Regions from separate parts of the Mus musculus genome. Here region 1 is linked to region 2. The links are chromatin contacts, called in public HiChIP or PLAC-seq maps. All regions are on one chromosome and are shown on one strand. The core of a region is the stretch at or near the end of the contact, and the rest is flanking DNA. Distances in the headings are between cores, read along the strand shown. Region 1 holds the start of Ldb2 (LIM domain binding 2). Region 2 overlaps Ldb2 (LIM domain binding 2).

Evidence for each region. HiChIP or PLAC-seq counts read pairs in DNA pulled down with a chosen protein or histone mark.
Region 1: an H3K27ac HiChIP or PLAC-seq map of heart atrium shows a contact between it and region 2, with 11 read pairs. The contact joins the promoter of Ldb2 here to the enhancer-like site in region 2. A contact is called at or near these places in 1 of 39 promoter capture datasets (macrophages), 3 of 115 datasets of contacts at active chromatin or transcription factors (embryonic stem cells, epiblast stem cells and heart atrium) and 3 of 9 other capture datasets (adipose tissue, liver and pancreatic islet).

What each region holds. Positions count from the first base shown.
Region 1 is chr5:44,798,260-44,801,826 of GRCm38.p6, forward strand. Ldb2 (LIM domain binding 2) reads right to left here and starts at 1,487. Exons shown (of 8, transcript NM_010698.4): 1 at 1,103-1,487. The coding sequence starts at 1,234.
Region 2 is chr5:44,763,462-44,767,186 of GRCm38.p6, forward strand. All of the region lies in intron 1 of Ldb2 (LIM domain binding 2), which reads right to left. Among named protein-coding and RNA genes, the nearest start is that of Ldb2, 34 kb to the right of the region's middle. Within about 2 kb of position 1,755, at least 8 of the 459 cell types and tissues checked have an H3K27ac peak or open chromatin away from gene starts, as enhancers often do. A contact at or near this core is called in heart atrium, where this site is marked.

The DNA.
Region 1 (3,567 bases), core at 237-2,736, 35 kb after region 2:
ATGGCTCAGCAGACAATTCAAAGCAAGTGTGTTTTATTTTATCATGCAAACTTAATCAAATCCTTTCTCAGAGTTAAAAGCCAATCTTCAATCTAACTACCTACCAACGCTATTCCCCCAACACCCCTGTGGCATGACTCCTATGAGCATTTGTACTATGCAGCGAAAACTCAATTCCCAGAGACTTCTATTTCTTCAAGAGACTTAGACACACCTACAATAAACACTTCAACACCAAGTCCCACCTTACAGGCAGATGAGCACCCGGCAGCAGAGTGCTTTGCCACTCGGGCAGCCCAGAGAAAAATTAAATATTTAAATTGTGAAAGAGGAGTCTGGAGTTTTGCATTTAGAAAGTTCTGAAGAAGTCCCTGGACTGGCTCACTGCCTGAGAGGCTCAGCCTCCCTCTCTCTGGAGATCCCAAATGCACTCAACTGCTTCTGGCTTGAATGGGGAGCTAACTCCTGTCCCAAGGTAGAGCCTTGGGAGGCACAACCACCAGAGAGACAAGAGGACCCCACTTCCTCAGTCAACCTGTCTCTGAATTTAACACAGGCAAACGTGTGTGTCTTCCCTGAGCCCACCTCCAGGGAGTTCTGAAAAGTACACAAGGCTGCTCTCTTGTCCCTTTTACCTCAATTTTAGTCACTTTGAAAAAGTAAGTTCAGGTCAAACCAGACTTCCTCTGGAACTTGTAAATATATGAATATATGTATACATGATATTACACACACAACACAGACGCAAACATCCACAAAATCTCTTGCAGTCTATATCTCAACAAACACGACCATCTCTAAGCCTGTAAACATCAGAGTTCTGGGAAACCTGAATTTCTAGAGACTCGGCATGTGAACCAAGTGGCTTGTCTCTTTCCAGATACTAAGATTCCGGCAGAAACTGTCCCCAGCTCCAAGAGTTACTGTCGCTGGAAACCCAGCATTCAAACTCGAGGGTTCACCCAGCTGTGCTTATATCCACCTACGTGATAGTAGCTGGTGGGACACTTCCCACAGAATTCAGCTAAGAACCCCAGGAAAAGCCCATGCACAGTTTTTTTTTAAAAAATCCACAAACACACGCCAAGGTTGAAGAACTTACCTCTGTACGAGACTGCAGTCTCTTGTTCATCTCATAGATTCGGTACTCTGGCTGTACCATGTATGGTGTATGTCTCCTATAAAATGGGCCGAAAGGAGAAGAATAGAAGGGGTCATGTGGTGTGCTGGACATCTTGCCTGCTTGTCGAAAATCAAGCTTAATAGAGTATCAGGAACGTCCATGCAGAGCACATGGGCTGTGTTCTTCACAGTACAAAGTAGACGCACGCACACACGCTCACACACACACAGACACACACAGAGGCAGGCAGGCAGGCAGGCTGAGCACACTGGCTGGGAAGTGCTGTGGGAGCCCTCTATAGCGAGAGAGGAGAGGGAACGAGGAGGGAGAGGGAGGGAGGGAGCGCGGGAGGGGAGGGAGCACTGGAGCTCTGAGAGGGAGAGAGCGGAGGTTGGAGGTTGGGAGGGAGGAAGGGAGGGAAGAAGGAGGGAGGGAGAAGGGGGAGAGTGAGTTGAGAGAGAGAGAGAGAGAGAGAGAGAGAGAGAGAGAGAGAGAGAGAGAGAGAGAGAGAGAGCTGGATAGCTAGAGGCTCCAACTGCTTGTTTTTAAAGAAGCAGTTGGTGAAGGGGTCATTTCCTGTCCACACTGTAGACTAGTTCAAAAATATAATTCTCCTCCTAGTCTGACAAGAAGTCTAAGGCTGAGTTTTAGTCCCCCCCCCCCCCCCATTGCTAAGCTTGTTAGCAGAGAGGTGGGTTCACCCACTGCCTAAGCCTCTCGCCCCTGACAGCCACACTGTTGTAATGTATCAGAAATGGGATGACTCCCAAACACAACAACACTGGCACTCTGGTCCCTCTGATTTGGGGTTGGTGATTCACTCCCTCTGGAAGATTCCTCCGGGCTCTCATCTCCCAACAGAGTTTTGGCTGTACCTGCTGTACTTCGGATAGGAAGCTGAGCTGTATCTTAGCATTCCCCTCCCCCCTGACTTCCAAACTACTCCTATTCCCAGCCCCCTTCCTAACCTCCCAAAAGGGGGTTGTCCTGCTTTTGACGATGGTTTTAGGGGGCCTACATTTAGATTACCTGTACAGTCTCAGGTAAAAACAGTATCACCCAGACCTGAATGTGGAACCATCTAAAAATCCATCCAAGAGGCAATGGGCTTTTATTTCTAAGAGGTATTTCTAAGACAAGAAAAGGATCCAAAAAGCAGACTGCTCAGGAAGATATGAAACGCAAAGGAAAAAGCATCCCATAGAAATGTCCATGGAAAATTCAGTTGAGTAAGAAATTGCAGATAATTGAATTTATTGCCCCCCCAAGTAACAAGCCCAACTCTGATGGGGACAAGGTCTTTGCTTCCTTCCCAGAGTGGCCAAGTCTATAAATCTTAATTGTGGTGCATGACAACTAGAAGAAACCCCAAATAGCCCTGGGGAGGGGGGCAGAGTTGCCACAAAGAATTAGGGAATCTAGGAAAGATCCAATTGGCCCCACACTTACTCATATACAGGACACTTAAACAAAGCCAAGCCCCAGAAAATTCAGTGCAGGAGTTCACACCTAGCTAAGTCAGCGGCTTTAAGGGGGAAGGGGGAAGGGACCACAGAAAAACAAGATGGAATGTAAGACCTGGATGCAAATGCATGCAAATGAGACATTTCTTCTTTTTAATAAGCAGATTAATTAACTTTCTGCCCCAGTCATGGCTTGGGGTATTTTAGAGTCACTAGCCAACAGAGGAATAATAGGTGCTGTTAGATCTGTGGTTTACATTCAGGAGTAAAATTGTCCCCAAATTGCTGTCTTGATCACTCTTGTCTCCCACCTGCAAGAAACATCCACCCCAAACTTCCAGCGGTGCAGCCTAACACAGTCATGTCACTTGCCAGGATGGGATTAGAGGAGCTATTACTTCTAGGCTGCTGAGAACATGTGTCTGGGGACCCTAAGGCAGGCCAGCATGCTGGGTTTCAGGTTTCATTACAAATCTAAAAGCTGGGCCAAATTTGCTGCAAGGTTTGTCAAAACACACAACCTCCTAAAGACGAGATTTCAAACAAATTCCTTGTGATTTATGTTTCAGTATGGCGGCCATTGCAAAAGCCAACAATTCCTTGTGCACAAACTCCCCAAGTAAAGACATTTCTGAGCTCAATGCCTGCCTGAGTTTGTATTTACCTCTTCATGGCAGTGCTAGAGTCAAAGGAGTGCCCAGGCAGCTGTGTGCAGCCCAGGAATGGTCAAACCCCACAAAGGGAGAGCTGTGCTCCGATTTAGGCAAGCTTTACCCTGGGTTGTTCTTGCAAAGCACTCCAAGTTACTTCTGCAAATATTTGCTGTTTGTCCCTAAAACTTTCGCATGCAACTTTTCAAGGCTTGCTCCTCTTCCATGAAATTGCATCTTTGTACTTTCAAGAGGCTCCAAACTGGCTTTCTGCTCACAGATTTACAGTCATCTTATTGCTTGCAATTATCCTTTCTCCAATCAGAATGTT
Region 2 (3,725 bases), core at 505-3,004:
CTGAAGTCAGACAGGATGAGTAGCTCAGCCATGGTCACCCCACTACACACAATATTCCCTGTAGCACTGTTTTATGTAGCACAATTCCAGAAATGACCAAATGTTTAGGGACATTAAACCCTACACTTGAGTTGGTTGATGTCCTTATAAAGATGCCTCAAAATGAACCGCTGATTTTATCTTTGCATATTCAAAATTTTCAGACATTTTAAAAAGAAAGTCTCTCTGTCTCTGTTTCTCTGTATCTCTCTTTCTATCTCTCAAACTTTTGTTTACTGTGTCAGCCTGTCATGGTACCTTTTCTTTTTTACCTCATAGAACACTAACATTGTAATTGGCACGGCTTACAGACATGTACCAAGGGAACATATGGTATAGAACCTGGGATGTTGGAAGTCATAAGTGCTTCCTTGTTTTGTCCTCTATCCCTGTAGATCAGAAGGTACTTAGGGATTGCTCAGCAATGGGTCTTTTTACACTTTTACTCAGTGAACTCGGCCAGATCCATCATTACTGTTCCCATCCTGTCTCCAGACTGATATTTTTGAATCTACTTTTGCCAGCCTACAATATGTCTTCCCAAAGGTATCTAGAGCAAGGTGACATAGTTCCCCCTGTCCCAGGGACACAGAGGTTCTTGCAGTTCACCATGACAAACAAAGACATTTCCACTGCCTGTAAAACTTTGACATGGCTCTTCCCTCTGACAGGACATAAAAATGTTGGCCACACTCCTTTTGTGATGTCTATGGTCTAATGTCCCCTCACAGGCAAGGCGTTTTCTGACTTCACTATCTAAACAAGTAAAACACACACACACACACACACATACACACACACACACACAGAGGCACACACACAGACACACACACATGCACACACACATACATATACACATACACATACATGTACACACACATATACACACACATATACAAACACACACATATATATACACACATGCACTTACACACACACACAAACATACACACATCTCAGTCTATACTGATATGTGCCTCTTTCTGTTACTTCTCATACTCCTTGAGCATGTTGCTTGAGTACCATCTCTCTCCATTCTGCCCAGCCTAACATGATGTTCAGAATGTTGACTATTCAGTAAATATATTGATGATTGATGCAGCCTTCATTTACCACTGTCAGGCCTGCTACTATTAAAAGTGGCTATTGAGTACTGACACACAGCAAACAGTACCCAATATGTGACTGGCTAAACATTTGAGCAGCATATTCTCATACAAGCCCCATAATAGCCAATCAGATATGCATAACATCAATATGGTCCATGCACAACTGAGGAAACTGAGGCTCTATGGGAGGTTGCAGAACTCAGCCACTTTTGAGCTTTGCAGGATTATACATGAGCATATATAATGAAAGTGCAAAGTTCTTTGGTGGCTCTCAAATTGCTCTTTGCAGATAGTAACACATTGTGTGCACTGACTGCTCCCATAATGCACCGCACACCAGGCAAGAACTGACCTCACACTGAATGCCCCAAAGAATAAGTCTCTGAGCAGTTGGAGGAACAGTTCAGGAGGAAAGAGGACTTTGTGCCCACAAGGGACTTTCCTTAAACACAGCATGGAAAGGGCGTTTGCTGTGTCCACTTTCTGATCAGATAACAGTTTGACACTAATTCTTCTATTTTCCATGGGCACCAAAGCCAGTCCTGGACGTTATCGCCCATCGGTTATCTGTGTCGCCTGAAGGAACTCAGGCAAGGTACAGGAAAAAGGTGGGGGTATTGTTGTAGCTTCCTGCTGGCCTGCACACTGGCCTATTGTTGCTGTTATTTTTTTTAAGCTATCACATCACAATTATTTCGGCAACATCCTCTTTCCATCCTGAAACCAATACAGTATTTATTGAACTACACAAACTGCGTCAATGTGCAATTCTTTCTGCATTGTTGCATATTACTGCATATTCTTAACAATATGTTTCTACTGAATCCATTGAAAACTTTTGCTAATTGTAAAACTTTCTGGGGCAAATATAACGACTAATCTCTGTTTTATCTGTATAATAAATGATTACTTATTAAAACAATATTTTGGTAATTGCTTCATGAAATCAAATGGAACCTTGCTGAATTACCATACTTTTAAAGAAAGCTATCTCTTAGGATATTATTAAGCACAGAATTCTGCTATGGTTCACTGAAGCACTACCATGGTTTCATTCCCATTTTACAGACAAGGAAACTGAGCTTAGCATACTCTAGATGAATGATGAGTGTTGGATGTTCACTCTGTTGCTTAGAGGTCCCACTCCTGATTATACTACAGAAAATGCAAAGGGCCCGTTTTGGGACATTTTACCACTTGAACTTGTGTCCCAGCAGAATTCTTTGAGTGATGGGTATACAGAGCACGAGCTCCACAGAGGCCCTTGATTCTTTATGAACACCGCTGACAATACCAGCACACTCTATACCAGCTTGTTTCTACTCTCCCCTCCTCAGTATCTATGTGAGAGTGAGAGTGAGATGTGAACTACACTCTTTTTCTTTTGATGCTCACCAGTTGCTGGGGCTTTTCCTTGTACTCTCATTTTGGAGACAGTAACTGTGACTTGTCAAGAGCCACACACTCAGAGGCTTGCCACTGAGAACCTGAATACAGCGGAAGGGTTATCTACATTTTACTGAACACGTGAGAACCACAGAGGAAGAAGTCTCTCCCTGAGCTACACAGTCAGCTGGAGGCACACAAATTACTCAAAGTCTAAGTGAAGCAATATTTGTTGAGAACCTTACCATATTTCATGAAAAGGTAATTTCATGGAATACCAGAGATGTTGGTAATAAGGCAGGAGAATAACTGACGTTATGGGAGCTCTTCGAATTTGGTTAGGTGCTACGTAAAATCTTAAATGCAGCATTTTAAAAATATTTCTCTTTGTCTACAACTTCCTGACAAGAACTTATCTCATTAGACAGAGAATTCTTCTCAGAGTTTGATGAAGGGAGGACACAAAAGGCCTGCCCATTCCAAGAATGGCTCCTTAACTTCCAACGTTAGAATGAGCCGAATGTAGTTGTCTGAAGACATTACCTTCATATCCATGGATTGCTGAGGCAAACACAGAAAGATGGGCAGATTTTGGTGTCCTAGTAAAGAACTCTCCCATCGTCTGTGAGGACATTTCCTGCTACACTTCTGTACTTCAGAGCATGTAATTCTACGAAGCTCTCTAAGAGCGGTAGCACAAAAAAACACATTCAGCCCAAGTCAGAGCCCTGGTCTTCTAGGGAATAGTAGCAACGCTGTCACAAAGAACATTAAATGGCTCCCACAGCTGAGCTCATTGGATCTCTGGTTATCTGTGTTATATTCAGAAGTCCTTCTCTAACTGATCCATCTGGCCAAACGGAGGGAAATAGCAGTCTGTCATCTCTGAATGCTGATCCCCCGCATGATGGAGTAGTCTGTTCTGAAATGTCCACACTCATAAACAAGGCCTAAGGCTGCCACCCCATCAGCTGTGTGTCATGGGCAACTCAACGTCTCCATTGTTAGTTGGTTCTTCTATAAAAGCAGAGCAAAGCTGAACAAAAACAGCGATTTACCACAGTCACAGACTCTGTGACTTCTCCACAGTGTTCTGTGACTATTTCATTCAATGAGTACATACTCCAGGGCAGACTTTTTATAACACTGAAGTCACGTGGACAACCATCCACAGCTGAGAACTAAGACAGT